3 separate regions of the Mus musculus genome follow, and all the other regions are linked to region 1. Evidence: chromatin contacts called from public HiChIP or PLAC-seq and promoter capture Hi-C data. All regions are on one chromosome and are shown on one strand. The core of a region is the stretch at or near the end of the contact, and the rest is flanking DNA. Distances in the headings are between cores, read along the strand shown. Region 1 holds the start of Sall4 (spalt like transcription factor 4). Region 2 holds the start of Zfp64 (zinc finger protein 64). Region 3 holds the start of Nfatc2 (nuclear factor of activated T cells, cytoplasmic, calcineurin dependent 2).

Region 1 (4,619 bases), core at 1,244-3,743:
AAACAAATAATTAAATAAATGTGCCCAAGGGAGATATGAGCCTCAAGGGTTACAGGAATGAAAAGGGCTTATGTGCTCCAAATCTCTCTCTCTCTCTCTCTCTCTCTCTCTCTCTCTCTCTCTCTCTCTGAACAATAGAGGTTCAGCATTCGCAGACAGCTTTAAGGCTGACTTACCAGTCCGCCACCTTTGCTGAGCAGTTCTGCCTGGAGCCACTCCGGAAAACAAAGGGGCTTTGCAAGTTACAATGGAGTTCCCTGACAGAAGACCTTCCCTTAAAGTCCTATCTCTTTCCTATACCTGGCCCCACCCAGGTCTTTTGGCTGCTCAAGGCATTGTAAGCTATTCAATAACAACTTGCCTTCGACTCTTCCGTCCTCTGTCGGCTTCTGGCTCTCTCCAAAGGCTTCTTCCACTTCTGTCTGCCGATTCCCGGCTGGGGTTCACGAAATGAAGGCAGCCAATAAACATGGAGCATGTGGGAGAGTCATAGTGTCTTATGTCTACGATCCAAGTGTGTGTGTGTGTGTGTGTGTGTGTGTGTGTGTGTGAAGCCTACAAGGATCAGGATCTGAAGGCCATCTGTGCAATGTGAGACACTGTGTCTCAAACAAAACAAAAATCCCCCAAAAACTAAAACTAAAATGAAATAAAAAAACTATTGTTCTGTTTTCTCCTCCTCCTAATCTCTCTCTCTCTAAAAGACAGGGCCTCCCTTCCAACTTGAGATCTTCCTACCTTGGCCTTATGAAAGCTATCTTCATCATCTCCTTATTACTATCCTGACTGACGTGGCCGAAGGGTCCCCACCTCATTCCAGGGCAGATAGAGCTGCTATGCCCTAACTATCACTAACTTAGATAAAGGAACAGAACCATATTACACAATGCTTCCCTTAAAGGGCTCATCTTTCTTGAGTTGTAAACTGTACATTCCTTCAGATTTGTGAGTTATAGCGCCTGCTCTGCTCCTTTCCCAGAAAGGTGTGGAGAATATTGGTAGATTAGTCAGCGAGAAGGCAGGTGTTAATTTGCCTTCTGACTCGGTATCAGAATCTTCAAGTGCTTTTATGCAGCATGAAAACAGATTCTTCCCCGCCAAGGCCACCACGCCGCCACCCTGGCTGGCAGGAGGGGCTGTCCTATTTCTTTTAGATGTTGCGCTCGAAGTAATTCAAGCTACGTTGCAGAAGAAAGACCAGAACTGGAAAGCAGGCATTTCTGTAAGGGCTCAGTGCTAGCTACGCATATCAAACCTGTGGTCCAGCTGACTTATTCAGCTCTGGGTTGTCCACAGGCACAGGTGAGCATGCTCATGAGGTCAGGCTCCTGTTTCCCGCTTCCTTCCTCACCAGCCTCTCAGAAGCAGGAAACGACAAATAGCTAATCAAGAAAATGCAAAGCAGAAAGATGGAGGAGAGGCTGATGTCTGCCCAGTCTCTCATAATGAAGGCAAAGTCAAATAAGGATCTAGCTGTCCACAGGTCCCATGGGAAGGCCACAGAGGGGGCTGGCCAGTTAGTTGAACTTCTTCAACACTGAGCTCAGACACTGTTGCAAGGAAGTTAGCCAATTAAACTTAGGTAGATTTGAGAAATAAATTTTTATATCCATACACACCCTTTTAGGAAATTCTAGGCATTCCCGAATCAGGACCACACAACTTCAGGAGGAAGTGGCTTTTCTGTAAGTCAGTTCTGTATTGCAGTGTTCTAGAAAGCAGTTAAGTACAAACACCCTCGTACCTTTTGGGAGCCCTGAACAGCTTTAGGGATAGAATCTGCAACCACTTGCTATTCTGGAATTGTTTTCTAGCAAGTTTGCTTTTCATCTGCCCTTTCTACAGTTAGCAGACAGTGGTTTAGAAGTGCTTCCGAAAATCCAGGAAGTTTACAACAAATCCTGGCTCGTGAATATGAATCCCGCGAGTATTACTCAGCATTTTAAGGATGCAAACCCTGGTGGGTTCGGAAGAGCTTGAAATTAGGTAAGATGGGGAGGTGGGATGGACAGAAGGTACCACCGGCCACTTCAAAACGCAGTTTTAACATTTCCGTAAAAAGAAAATTGAAAAGGGACTCGAGTCTCTTGTTCAGGTTTGATTTTAGAGGGAAAAGTTGAACCGACTTATTTTTCTGTGAGCGGAAAGACCTTTCTCAGCTGGTAGTTATCAACTACGCCAATTACTACAATAATTTTGTGGAGCGCGTAACCGAGATACATCGGTTCTAGAACTTTCATGTCCAGCCCTGATTTTCAATAAACCAATTTTCCTTTTTCCGTCTCAGAATTCGGATAGTGGCCGCAAGGATGATTCCCCCCACCTCCAAGTCGATCCACGCCTCGGCCAATCTGAGCCCGGATGCTAATTAGCTATGCTTCCTAGATGAACACGCCTTTGTCACATGTAGGGCCGGACTACAAGGCCCAGCATGCCTCTCCCCTCCCTGATCAATGAGGGCTTATTTAAATGATCTCTGAGGTCTTGGACCCAGGCCAATCAGCTGTCAGAGCTCATGATAAATCGCAATGCATTATTGATAATAATAATTACTGGGACATGCGCGTTTCGGCCGAAGGGGGCTAAAATTTCCCAACTCCAGGAATTGGTGGCGGAGAGGGGGCAAGTCACCAGGGCTCTTCCCGGCGCCCCAATGCGCGCACCATGTCGAGGCGCAAGCAGGCGAAGCCCCAGCACATCAACTGGGAGGAGGGCCAGGGCGAGCAGCCTCAGCAGCTACCGAGCCCCGACCTCGCCGAGGCGCTGGCGGCGGAGGAACCCGGTGAGTGCGGCTGCGGCCACGTCCGTGCGCCCGACTGTCCGTGCGTCCCGGGAGGGCGCTCCTAGCACTGCCGCGCGTCCCTCGAGGGCGCGGGTTCCGGGAGCCGATTCTGGAATGGGGATTCCGGACTCTGTTCCAGGAAAGGAGAGATGCGGAGGGAGGGAGCCTCAATCCCCCACCTCGGAGGGAGCCTCAACCCGCCCACCCCTTTGCAAATCCCCCTAGTTTTCTCCCTCTTATTGTAAAGTTGATTCCACATTCTGCCTCTCCCTCCAACTTCTCTCTCCTCGTCCACAGTCCCATAATTGGTTTCCCTCCTTTGGATACATAAGCACCCACCTACGCCGGTAACTTGGGCTTCCTTCACCCCCTCTCTAGTGGCGCCGCTTTTAAAAGAAAGAGACCCCCAAGTCTCCCCACCCTCTCTACTACCCTCTTGGGGGCCCCTGGGGGAGGGGCGCACCTCTGGGGGACCCCCCGAGGAGGGCGATCTGTTGCACGCGCCCCTCCCAGGCCGAGTGGGGGGAGGGGGCGCGACCTCTCCCCACCCCCAGGCCGGGGTACGGGCCACCCGCACAGCGCAGAGGGCGGGGGAGGCTGTTGGGCTTAGTTCCCTTTCGGAGGAAGGGAACTTTTATTTTTTTGTAATTTTAGATATTTTGTTTACCTTTTTTTTTCTTTCCGCCTTTCCCGGGGGCTACGGCGCCTGCTGCCGGTCCTCGCCCTAACCTTTCGGGGCCTGACCTCCAGCCATCTTTGATTTCCGACTATCTAAAAATAACCGCGGCCAGCGGGAGGGTGCGGGCCGGGGCCCGGGCAGCGGGTGCATGGTCACCCCCTCTGGGGCGCACCCCCGCTCCTTTATTTATTTTTTTGCACGGATCCCCCGGGCGGCACTGCTCAGCACACGCCCGGGAGGTGAAAGGGGAGAGGTCGGGTTGCGGCTGACCCGGCCTGAGCCTCCACGGAGTTCAGGACCTCAGCGCGGCCGGGAGCTGCGGGCGAGCCCCTCGTCCCTGCCCGCCGTGCTGTCGCCGAAGAAACCGGGAACGTTGGGAGGAGGGAGTCCCCCTGGGCCTCCCGCTCGATTCCAGCTCTCCGCGGATGGTGGGCGGTGTGCGGACTCTGCGCGCTCTGCTTGGGCGCTCCTGTTTTCCCCGGAGTGGGATCCTACTTTTCCCAAACTTAACGAGTTTATCAAAGTTCAGTGACCTTCTACCTCATTGTATCCCCCCCCCCTGCCCCCCAGGGCAACTGGAAGGTCATTGCTTGTTCGAGGGGGCGGATGTGAGTTTTGGGGCGTTGGAGCATCCCACATCATAGGGCCGGGCAGCTGGGATGGACTCTTTGTGCCTTGGCCCGGGGAGCTAGGGGTGGGGGTGCAGATCATGGAGAGGCTGGGTCGCTTGGTCCACCTGGAACAAAAGGGTTAACCCTCAGCCCGCCTGCTTCCTCTGGAGAGGAGGGGCGAGCTCTCGGCCCTGACCCCTCCCCTGGTCCTGCGATGACCTCCCTTCCCCCTCCATTTGGGGTGAGCGCATACTAGTGTTTTTTGTTTTGTTTTTTTCTCCTATTTAGCTGGTGGTGGGGACTCTGGGGGTGGGCGGCATGGAGAGGTGGCTTGCTATAGAAGGGCTTCCGAAATCTCCGCTGGCTGGAGTCGTAGTTAACCTGGCTGCACCCTGAGGCCGCTGGGCGCGCGCTGCCACCCAGCCTTGGGAAGCGAGTTTTCTGCGGATCACTCGCGGTCGGAGCCCGGCCTCTGGCGTGCGGGCGCCCTCTGGAGACCGGCCATGTGCGGACTGCGACACACACCTGGTGAGTGAGGTTAGCTAGG
Region 2 (4,619 bases), core at 1,471-3,970, 190 kb before region 1:
CACCATTTGGCCACAGCTAGTCATCACTGATAGCCTTCATCTAGAAAAACAAGGGACATTTAAAAGCAACAGCTATATTTTTAACTGCTGAGACATGTTAGCCAGGGGCTTTGATGCTGACTCCCTCTTCTGGGCATCTCTGGGCACACATGAGGTACACAGATATGCATGCAAACAAAACACCCATACACATAATTAATTAAAAATAAGAACAAGAGCTGCCATCAACGTTAAATGGGATCTCCAGTGCTCCGACGCTGTCCCGAGGCAGTTTTGCTCTTTACGAGAAGTGAAACGAGCTTCCGCAGAACAAAGGCTTGCTGCTTCAGTTATTGCTGATTTTCTCATTGCTGTGGCAGAATGACAGACAGAAGCAACTTGAGGACCAGGATTGCTCCTGGCTCGGGATTTCCAATGGTTTAGCCCACTGTGGTGGAGAAGGCAGGTCAGCTCTGTGAAGCTCTCTTCATGGCACCAACTATGGGAGCTTGGGCTGTGTTGTAGCATCAGAGAGGTCTGTCCCCAGTGGTCTCTTTTCCAGCTAGGCCTCATTTTTCAGGAGTTCCAATCTCCCAAAATAAAAGCACTAGTGGGTAGGGGAAGGGTCAAACTGGGGACTGAGCATTCAAAATGACCTCTGAGCTCATGTACCGGTTCTGACTCCGTCTTTCATCCATACCCTCCCTATCCCACTCCCTCCATTGGAACTCTGACATATGGAGATTCAGACTCAAGACACCCTCACTTATAGCAAAGTCCCTCCAAATAGGGTCAGGAAATTGTTTCATAGCAGGCTCTCAGGAGCCAGTTAGAATTCCCATCACCCCCATATCCACCTTCTCCTTCATTTTAATGATGTTTTTGTCTGCTCCCTCTATGGCCAGGCCAAAAAAAAAGTTATTGTAAAGAGTGGCCAGGCAGATATGGAGGCCACCCATACTATTCATCATATATACAAGCTCATCCTGATTCCCTCAGCCACCTACAAGATGGGGGGGGCCATCTGCCTCTAAATCCGGGACCCAGAGAATCCCAGGTAGGAAATGCACATCGCTGGTAAACTACCATCGCTTCAACCCCAGACACCCAGTGAGCACAATTAATATCAGAGAAAATACATCCCGACTGAGTACCCAACCTCTGGAGATAGGTGAAGGAGGTAATTAAACACTCCTCCAAGGTGTGTTTGACATCTTTGATGTGCCCTCTCCTAAATAATACAAACCTGTCTCCTGCTTCAGATCTGGCCTCAGCCTACTGACTCCTTAATGTCACCCAATGTGGCAGCTTTGGAGATGGCTGGCTGTGGAGACGGCCTCCTGGGACTAGCTCACAACTGCCTCTTATAGCTTCTCCTGTGACCCTGTCAAATAACCCTCCCTCCCCATTCACCAAATTCACTGAGCCTGGGGTCACTCTGACTCCCTTTTTTCATATCATCCTCTTTGGTGTGACAAACTGTCTTATGGCACCTGGGACACGTTCCCTAGACTGCAACAAAACCGTAACCTTGCTACCTCATCTCAGCCCCAGTGCCTGCCCGTTCATATCCCCTCGATTCTTTGTGGCACTCTGGCCTACCACCCTAGTTGGTCAGGAGTTTGCATGCTAATATTTCTCTTCCCCAAGTTGGGGGTGACACACGGAGAAGAGCTCTTACCAATTCCTGTTGCACGCAATAGCTGCCAGACATGATGAAAGGGCAGTTCAAATCTTGCCCCTCCTGGCTGTCATCGAACCCTCTTTTATCAATTTCTTCTCCTCTGGCATTTCTTCAACAACAAACTCAAAAAACTCTCTAATCAAACAACTAATTTACTGTTACGGGACTACGGGCTGCTAGCCACAAAGCCTGAGTCTCATGGTTACGGAGTGTGCCCTGATGGTGAGGATCAGCAATGCCCGAACATGCGACAACCCCGGACAACAGGAAATAGTCCAAATTGCTCTCCGGCCTCAACATCACCCCTTCTTAGTTCCTCCTCTTTTATATTGAACGAAAGGGAGGGATGGTAGTTACTAGACATCTTCCACAACCTACCCAGGGACCCTGAGACGGCAATTACGTCATCAGTAGGAGCCAAGTTGAGCCACATTCCTCCCCTGCGCATGTGCTATAGTCCCTAAAAGGCGGACTTTCTTCCCGCCTCTTTTTGATCAACGCCCTTGCTCACCTCCACCCTTCCCAGAGGCAGCCACTCTAAGCCCCTCCCCAATAAACCTCTCAGAGTCTGACCCTTGGAGTGACTTTGTGGCTTAGATCATAACAGGAAATAAAAAGGGGCTGTGGAACCTTCTGGGTAAGCTCAAGGTTAGAGCTAAGGTCAGTTCTTCAGTGCAGGATTCTCGGGGAAGAGTTGCAAATAGTTGTGAGTCACCTAATGTGGGCGCTGGGATTCGTTGCAAGAGCAGCACAGACTCTTAGCCACTATGCCTTCTTTCCAGTTCACCATCCCCAAGCAATTCTAACAAACCCTCCATGCTGCGTGAAATACTGAAGCCCCCGTGGAGCAGAGCCCCAATGAATTCTCCCATCTACTACACACTAATCTCTTTTTTTTTTTTTTTTAAGTTACTTATATTGTACATGCAGATGCTTGAGTCTGTTTCCACCATGTGAGCTGGCTGGCAGGAAACCAGGCTTGGTGACGTGTGCCCTACCCCTGCTGAGCCATCTCACCGGCTCAACCCAGCAGCAGGGCAAAGGCCCCGCCCCGGTGTTACGCTGCCGGATCTGCCCTAGGGGAGCACCCCGGGATTTGGGGCTCCACTCTCCCAGGCCGGCAGCGCATCCTCCTGGCATCTGCGAAGGAATGAGCGTCTCCAGGAGGGCAAGATGCAAAGGCGCAAGGCGACCACAGAGTCCCTGGCATGCCTGGGATAGGGTGGAGGGATCGGTGTACTCGGGTCTTAGACTCCACGACCTTTCCCGGTTCCTCGGGAGAGCACCGCCTGGGAGTCGGGCTGGGTGCAAGGGGCCAGCGCCCTCTAGGCAGCGGAAGTGGCGCTGGTTGTACATCCGTCCCCGCCTCACAGAGTTGGGAGAAGACTGGCTGGTGCGGGAAATATGCAGGAGAAAAGTCTTTGCATAATGTAGAGCGAGCCGTGGGGCTCCGGGAGCGGCGCCCCAAGGTCTGGGGCCATGAACGCGAGCGTGGAAGGAGACACCTTTTCTGGATCGATGCAAAGTAAGTACTGAACAGACGCAGCTGGGGCCTGGCCCGGACAGAGCCAGCAGGCCCCGGGATCGGGGTGACGGCGCACCTTGCATGCCTGTCCCCGCCAGCCCAGTCGGCGTGTCAGGTCGGGAGCCGCCTGGAACTCTTGCAGTACCCCAGGGGAGGCAAGACCAGGGGAGGCCACGCGGCGAGGAGACTGTCACCACCTCCCCTGCCCCGCCGGGTGGAGTTTGGGGCGCAGAGGAGAGGAGAAAGTGGGGTGATCCAGGCCAACTGGTAGGGAAACTTCTGCTTCAGTGGCTCAGGTTGGAGCATCCCTGAGGGGCTCGCGGACAGGTTTGCAGAGCCATCCTGGCACTCAGGGTAGGGGATGATATGGGTGTGAAAGACCTGGCTGGGGGTGACTTGCAGTGAGTTTGAGGTTCTGCTATTTTCCTGACATCCTATAAGCTATTGCTATCTCCATGTGCCTTTGTTCCCCAAAGTACGGGCCACGGACTGAACCGTGGACCGGCCACCTGGAGCGCATGTGTTCAAAACAGGCTGCTTGGTCCATCCCCTGCAGGTCTCCGAGGGAGGGTGGGGCCGGAATCCCAGGTCTTTCCTTGTGCCTGGAGCCTCAGATGTTTGAAAAGCTGTGGACAAGGTTCGCAAACACCTGAGTCACTTTGCTAACTGCAGATATTATAGCCATTGGCTCCCCAAACTTGCCTGAGTGTCCTCTGAACTCTAAACCCAGTCCCCACCCACCCCATGTGTCTCAGTGTCTTCCAGTGCTGTGGACTTCGGGTTGTGTTTTAAAGAGGGACGACCCCACCAGATGACTTACTCTGGAATGGGAAATCAGTCCCCACATCAGAGAATTTATCTATAAGGATCCTAAGGAGAGATCTGTCTTTGTTTTGTTGTTGTTGTTGTTGTTTGGTTTTGTTTTTTGGTTATTCGACAGGGTTTCTCTGCGAAGCCCTGGCTGTCCTGGAACTCACTCTATAGAGCAGGCTGGCTCAGGAAGAGATCATCTGTCTTGTCCCCATTTTGCAGATGAGAAAGCCTTGGGTAAAGTGCCTGTTGACTGTGACAGTTTCAGGGTGCTGAGAAAGGTCCCCATTGCAACTTGTTCCTTTTGTGAATACCAGAGCATAACTTAGCACCGAACTCCTTCACTCTGGACCCCAGTCTCCCACCACCACGAAGACACCCTTAGCTATGCAAATATGGCTTCCTTCCTCCGTGTTTCTCTAGTCCTGGGGCTATTCTTGCAGCCACCTGGCAGCAGCAGTCCCGAGCAGGAAGGCCTTCTGTTGCTTTCTAACGCCCATTGCAAGGTGACTTACAAAATGTCGGCCCTAGCATCTTTGTCCTTGGTATGTCTACCACAGGACACCATAACACGCAGATGCCATGTCTTAGTCCGGGAGGAAACGGGACAGAATCAAAGGA
Region 3 (4,619 bases), core at 1,430-3,929, 180 kb after region 1:
CTGGCATTGGTCTGAGAAGATGCCTGCTTTTCCAGAGGATGACCAAGTTAGTGTTCTGCATGAGGTCTGGCTGTTCCCAAGGCTGGCATGTGGGAAGCATTCTGTCAGCGGAGAAGCCATCTTCTCTTCATTAGCTTAGCTTGCTCTTGGGCACAGTAAGAGGAGATTGGAGGGCAGTCCTGGCAGTTTATAGAGGTTTAGCTTCAGAGAGGAGGATAGTTAAAGGGAAACTTATAGATACAAAGAGTTGTGACATCTATTCATCCCTGTTTCCCTCCACCCATTCAGCTGTCCCGTTTACCCATCCATATACCAATCCACCTACCCACTCCTCTATCTTCTATCTATCTATCTATCTATCTATCTATCTATCTATCTATCTATCTATCTATCTACCCATCTAAACAACCACCCATCTATCCATCCACCCATCCATCTGTCCATCTGTTCATCTAAACATGTCTGTATTCATATTCAAGCATCTATCCAAGCTCCATTCATATGTCTATCCACTGTATGTCAGGTTATGAATAAGATGGTCATGGACCACCTTCGTGGCTCTCATAGGTCTTTGGAGATACAATTCCCTGATTGGCCACGTGTGGGTCTTTCATTCTCTTCCTTGACAGGCATGATGGGACAACTGTGTTATATGTCTACCAAGATTATCTTAAGAGCAGCTCCCAGGGGCTGGAGTATATATAGTTCAGTGGAAGAATACTTGCCTCACACTTGTGAGGCCCTGGGTTCAGTTGAACAGCCTCGGGGAACAGTTAACAGAATAAAGGCAGACAGATTCTGGACAGGCACAGGCAATAGACACCAGCTTGACCAGAAGCATTTAGTCATCATGGGATAGAGCAGCCATTCTCAACCTGTGGGTCATGACTGACCCCTTCGGGTATGTCAAAAGACCCTTTCTCCAGGGTCACCTAAAGACCATTGGAAAACACAGGTGTTTACATTATGATTCACAACAGTAGCAACATTTCAGCATGAAGTAGCAACAAAAATAACTTCATGGTTGGGAGGTCACCATAGCATGAGGAACTGTATTAGGGGGTTGGTTGCAGCGTTAGGGAGGTTGAGGACCACTAGAGCAGAAGGTTAGCAAGGGATGAGTGGGGGTGGCAGAGGATTCAAGAGCTCGCTCATTTCTACTGTAGTGCTTCTCTTGTGTTTCCTTGGCCAAATTTCAGAGTCCAACCTTGGGTCCCTGTCATAAGGACCTGGGGAGAAGATGCATTTCCTTCTAGAGATCAAGGTCTTGGCTGGAGTCCCCACCCCTAAGACATTTGGATGCTCCCACTACAATTCTCCTTTATGCCCTGACAGCCAGAAGGTACTCTGTAAGCCTGGAACCTGGAGCTTTTAACCAGGCTCCACTGGATTGTAGTGTGTTGGGGAGTTTAGAAAAGCCTGCTCACAGCTCTTTACATCTGTGTCCTGTGACCAGGGTAGCAGGATAGCCTTGCAGTAGCCCGCATCTCAGCATCTGCAGCAGTTACTCAGCAAAGATTTCCGAAAAGAAAGATGAGAGTGGTTTGGTTTTGGTGGCAAGACTAGTTCTCTCCCTCTGTAGCCCAGGCTGACCTCAAATGAGGCAATCCTATTGTCTTTGCCTCTCTGGTACTGGGACTATCAGTTTGCCTAACCAACCACACCCATCTCAGTGATGGATGGCTTGAGATACACCTCCTCAGTGGAGAAGTGGCTCCCCCTGAAGAATGCTTGCCAGGCAGGAGTGCAGTCATTGTCACCAAGCTTGGGTGACCAGGACCAGAGGGCTCCACCCACCTAGACTTCTGATCTTTGGTCTTATCACCTCCTCTCTTGAGGTTGCAGTTGCAGCGGAGCCTGGCTTTTAAAAGCTGTTTTGGTGACTGTTATCATGCTGGGGTGGGGGTGGGGGTTATCAGGGAGCACTGCCCATCTCCGCTTTGCTACCTTGTTTCTTGCTCTGAGAAGTTGTTAACTGGGAGTCTCTTTGGAGGGTGGCCCTGGGTTCTTCAGCAGTCACCCCAAACCTCTGCCTTAGGGGCTTGATCAAAATTCCATAATATTGGGTTTGAATCCAGACTAGGAACTGAGAGACCCGAGGAGGAGCCTGGTAATCTACATCTTCCGTCAGCCGGAAGTACAGGTTACCTGTCAGCCCTGCCTCCCACACACCAGACCACTTCCTGTTCTCACTACCAGGACAGGGTCCCCAGATCATCATGAATCAAACTTCGCGTGTCACTTCCCTCTGGCGCCAAAGCCTTCGCAGCTTCTGCTGGTTTCTCTCCTGGTTATCAAAAGGGGTGATGATCTTTATCCCTAATTTGTCCCAACCGGCCCACAGTGGCTGCTATATGCTGGGTGGCACGTGGTAGGTGGCCCAGGCCTGGTCAATTGAGTTTAGAGCTTGCAAATCAGAGACAGACACTTTGGCATGAGCCATAGCTGTGGGCATCCCCAAGAAGACAGGGCGCCCCTCTCCTAGGAATCGGGAAAGGCTCAGCGAGTGGTCCCTAAGGTAGAGCTCGCAGGCAACAGCTTCTGACCGGACCCTGGGTCAGACAGCAGCAGGTGAAGCAGAAGTTGTCTGGGCCTGTCGCTCAGGCCAGACCGGGCGGTGCCCCTCCCCGTCCGGGCGGCGCCCCGCCCCACCAGCCACCGCCGTCCCCGCCCCCTCCAGGCTGCAACAGGTGCCTTGAGCAGGAAGCTCGCGCCGCCACCCGCTCCCCGGACGCGTCCAGGACCCACTGCGCCGTGAGCCATCCTCGGCCTCACCGTGCGCCACAGATACGGTGACCCCTGCTCTGCGCCCCGCGACTCTATACGAACCCGCATCCCGAACGCCCCGAGCCATGGACGTCCCGGAGCCGCAGCCCGACCCCGATGGCGGGGACGGCCCCGGCCACGAGCCCGGGGGCAGTCCCCAAGACGAGCTGGACTTTTCCATCCTCTTCGATTATGACTATCTGAACCCTATCGAAGGTCGGTAGAGGCTCCCCAAGCTTAGTCCTAGAGCCCTGGCGGGGACAGGGCCTAGGGACCCGATGCAGGGCTTCCTCCTGGAGCCTGCAGCAGGGGTTGCTCCTGCCCTAGTGACAGGGAGGGGAGCCAGAGTGGCCACACCATGGGGGAGGGGGGAGATTTCCAGGAGGTTGAGGGTCACTGTCAGTATAACAAAGGATGGTTAGCTCCCTAGTTCAGCCCAGAGGCTGTAGAGGAGATGTTTTTGCTTTCTGAGAGTGGCTTCGGTAGAGGTAGAGGGGCGTGTGCCCAAGGATGTCAGAGAGGCTGCAGCTGAGCCTGACAGTCTTACCCCTGAGGCTGTGAGACAGTGAGCCTGCGGCATCCTGGGAGCCGGTTGTTGGGGACTTTGTGTTGAAACTAAGGAAGAGGCTCTGTCTCATGCTTGAGGGTGGTTTGCCTCTGGTGCCAGGAGGCTGGCCCATTTCCTCTCCGAGTTTACCAGTCGTTGCAGGTGGACCAGGTTACTAAGTGAGCTTTCACCAGCCCCTCACCCATGCTCTCATGGATGGGGCACCTGGGAGAGGAGGACCGGCTATTTCTGCTGAAGTTTAGTCTGGCCCCCTATTGCTGGGGGCTGGGCAACGCCTCTGTCACTCCAGCATTTAACAGCATCTGTCAGAGGCGGTAGCAGGCTTTATGCCCAGCTTCACATTGCATTTTCTGGTTAGAAAACTTGTTGCCTGGGAGCAAACAAGAAAACCTAACCAGGTTTCCTGATTTTGACAGCCCAGCCCTTGCCTGCGGCAGGCTCAGGGGCAAGCCTGCTGGCAGCTTCCAGATGCCTCAGTGGCTGCGGGCTTGCGGGCATCTGGTGCCTGGTGCGTAGGAAGGGTTTTGATGCCAGGCTGGGGAGTTGCAGAGTCCTGGTGGCATTAACCCTTTCTTCCAGCAGGGTCCTCACGGACAACCTTTGGGGAGGGACTTGCTTTAGTGACGATTTTTACGTTTCAGCTAGAGATGATAATAATAGTCAAAGAGCCAGTGTTCATGTTTTTTAGAGGTCCGTTCTAGGGACAGGTTTCCCTTGAAAAGACACAGTTAGCAATCTGTGAGCCATTCACACACATCAGTGGGCTGTGTATTCATTAAGATTAAAGTCCTATCTAGCTGGCAGGGAATTCACACTCCTCTCTCAGGCTCTCTCTCTCTCTCTCTCTCTCTCTCTCTCTCTCTCTCTAGGTGAGGGTGGAGGGTGAGGATTTCCGGGGAAATAGTTTCCAAGCCAAATCTGGTGGGAGGTGCTTTTTATAGTTTTTCTTGGCAAGCAGAGCTCCGTGGCCAGCAGATGGGTGGCTTAATGACCATGGGAAAGCCTGGTACCCTGTGTTATTGTTGTGTTTTTAATAATATACTTTATTTGGGGGTTCCAGTTTTCCGTTTGTAGAAGCACTGAGATAGTAACACAGAGTTCCCAGATATCCAAGACCCCTTCCCGCAAGGCATACATCAGCATGGTGTATCGGTTTGATACTGATACTTTGTCATTGAGAAAAGCCCATGCTTTTTCAGTGAGTGTGTGTGTGTGTGTGTGTGTGTGTGTGTGTATGTGTGTGTGTGTGATAGCCTTGAAGCACTGTGTTAGAAATAGGTGCTAT

Evidence for each region. HiChIP or PLAC-seq counts read pairs in DNA pulled down with a chosen protein or histone mark. Capture Hi-C pulls out chosen DNA fragments and counts their contacts.
Region 2: an H3K4me3 HiChIP or PLAC-seq map of embryonic stem cells shows a contact between it and region 1, with 31 read pairs. The contact joins the promoter of Zfp64 here to the promoter of Sall4 in region 1. A contact is called at or near these places in 3 of 39 promoter capture datasets (embryonic stem cells, hippocampal neurons and stem cell-derived epiblast-like cells), 5 of 484 Hi-C or Micro-C datasets (all in embryonic stem cells), 6 of 115 datasets of contacts at active chromatin or transcription factors (embryonic stem cells, extraembryonic endoderm stem cells and stem cell-derived neural progenitor cells) and 3 of 9 other capture datasets (adipose tissue, embryonic stem cells and pancreatic islet).
Region 3: a contact with region 1 is called in a promoter capture Hi-C map of pancreatic islet. The contact joins the promoter of Nfatc2 here to the promoter of Sall4 in region 1. A contact is called at or near these places in 4 of 39 promoter capture datasets (embryonic stem cells, hippocampal neurons, liver and 1 more) and 1 of 9 other capture datasets (pancreatic islet).

The regions. Positions count from the first base shown.
Region 1 is chr2:168,765,075-168,769,693 of GRCm38.p6, reverse strand. It overlaps Sall4 (spalt like transcription factor 4), which reads left to right and starts at 2,493. Exons shown (of 4, transcript NM_175303.4): 1 at 2,493-2,782. The coding sequence starts at 2,665. Gm14261 (predicted gene 14261) reads right to left here and starts at 3,551. Exons shown (of 2, transcript NR_166178.1): 1 at 3,450-3,551; 2 at 1,584-2,912.
Region 2 is chr2:168,953,688-168,958,306 of GRCm38.p6, reverse strand. Zfp64 (zinc finger protein 64) reads left to right here and starts at 2,720. Exons shown (of 6, transcript NM_009564.2): 1 at 2,720-3,188. The coding sequence starts at 3,143. It overlaps Gm39993 (a long non-coding RNA gene), which reads right to left and starts at 2,224. Exons shown (of 2, transcript XR_867023.3): 1 at 1,661-2,224; 2 at 59-569.
Region 3 is chr2:168,588,425-168,593,043 of GRCm38.p6, reverse strand. It overlaps Nfatc2 (nuclear factor of activated T cells, cytoplasmic, calcineurin dependent 2), which reads left to right and starts at 2,679. Exons shown (of 11, transcript NM_001136073.2): 1 at 2,679-2,982. The coding sequence starts at 2,853.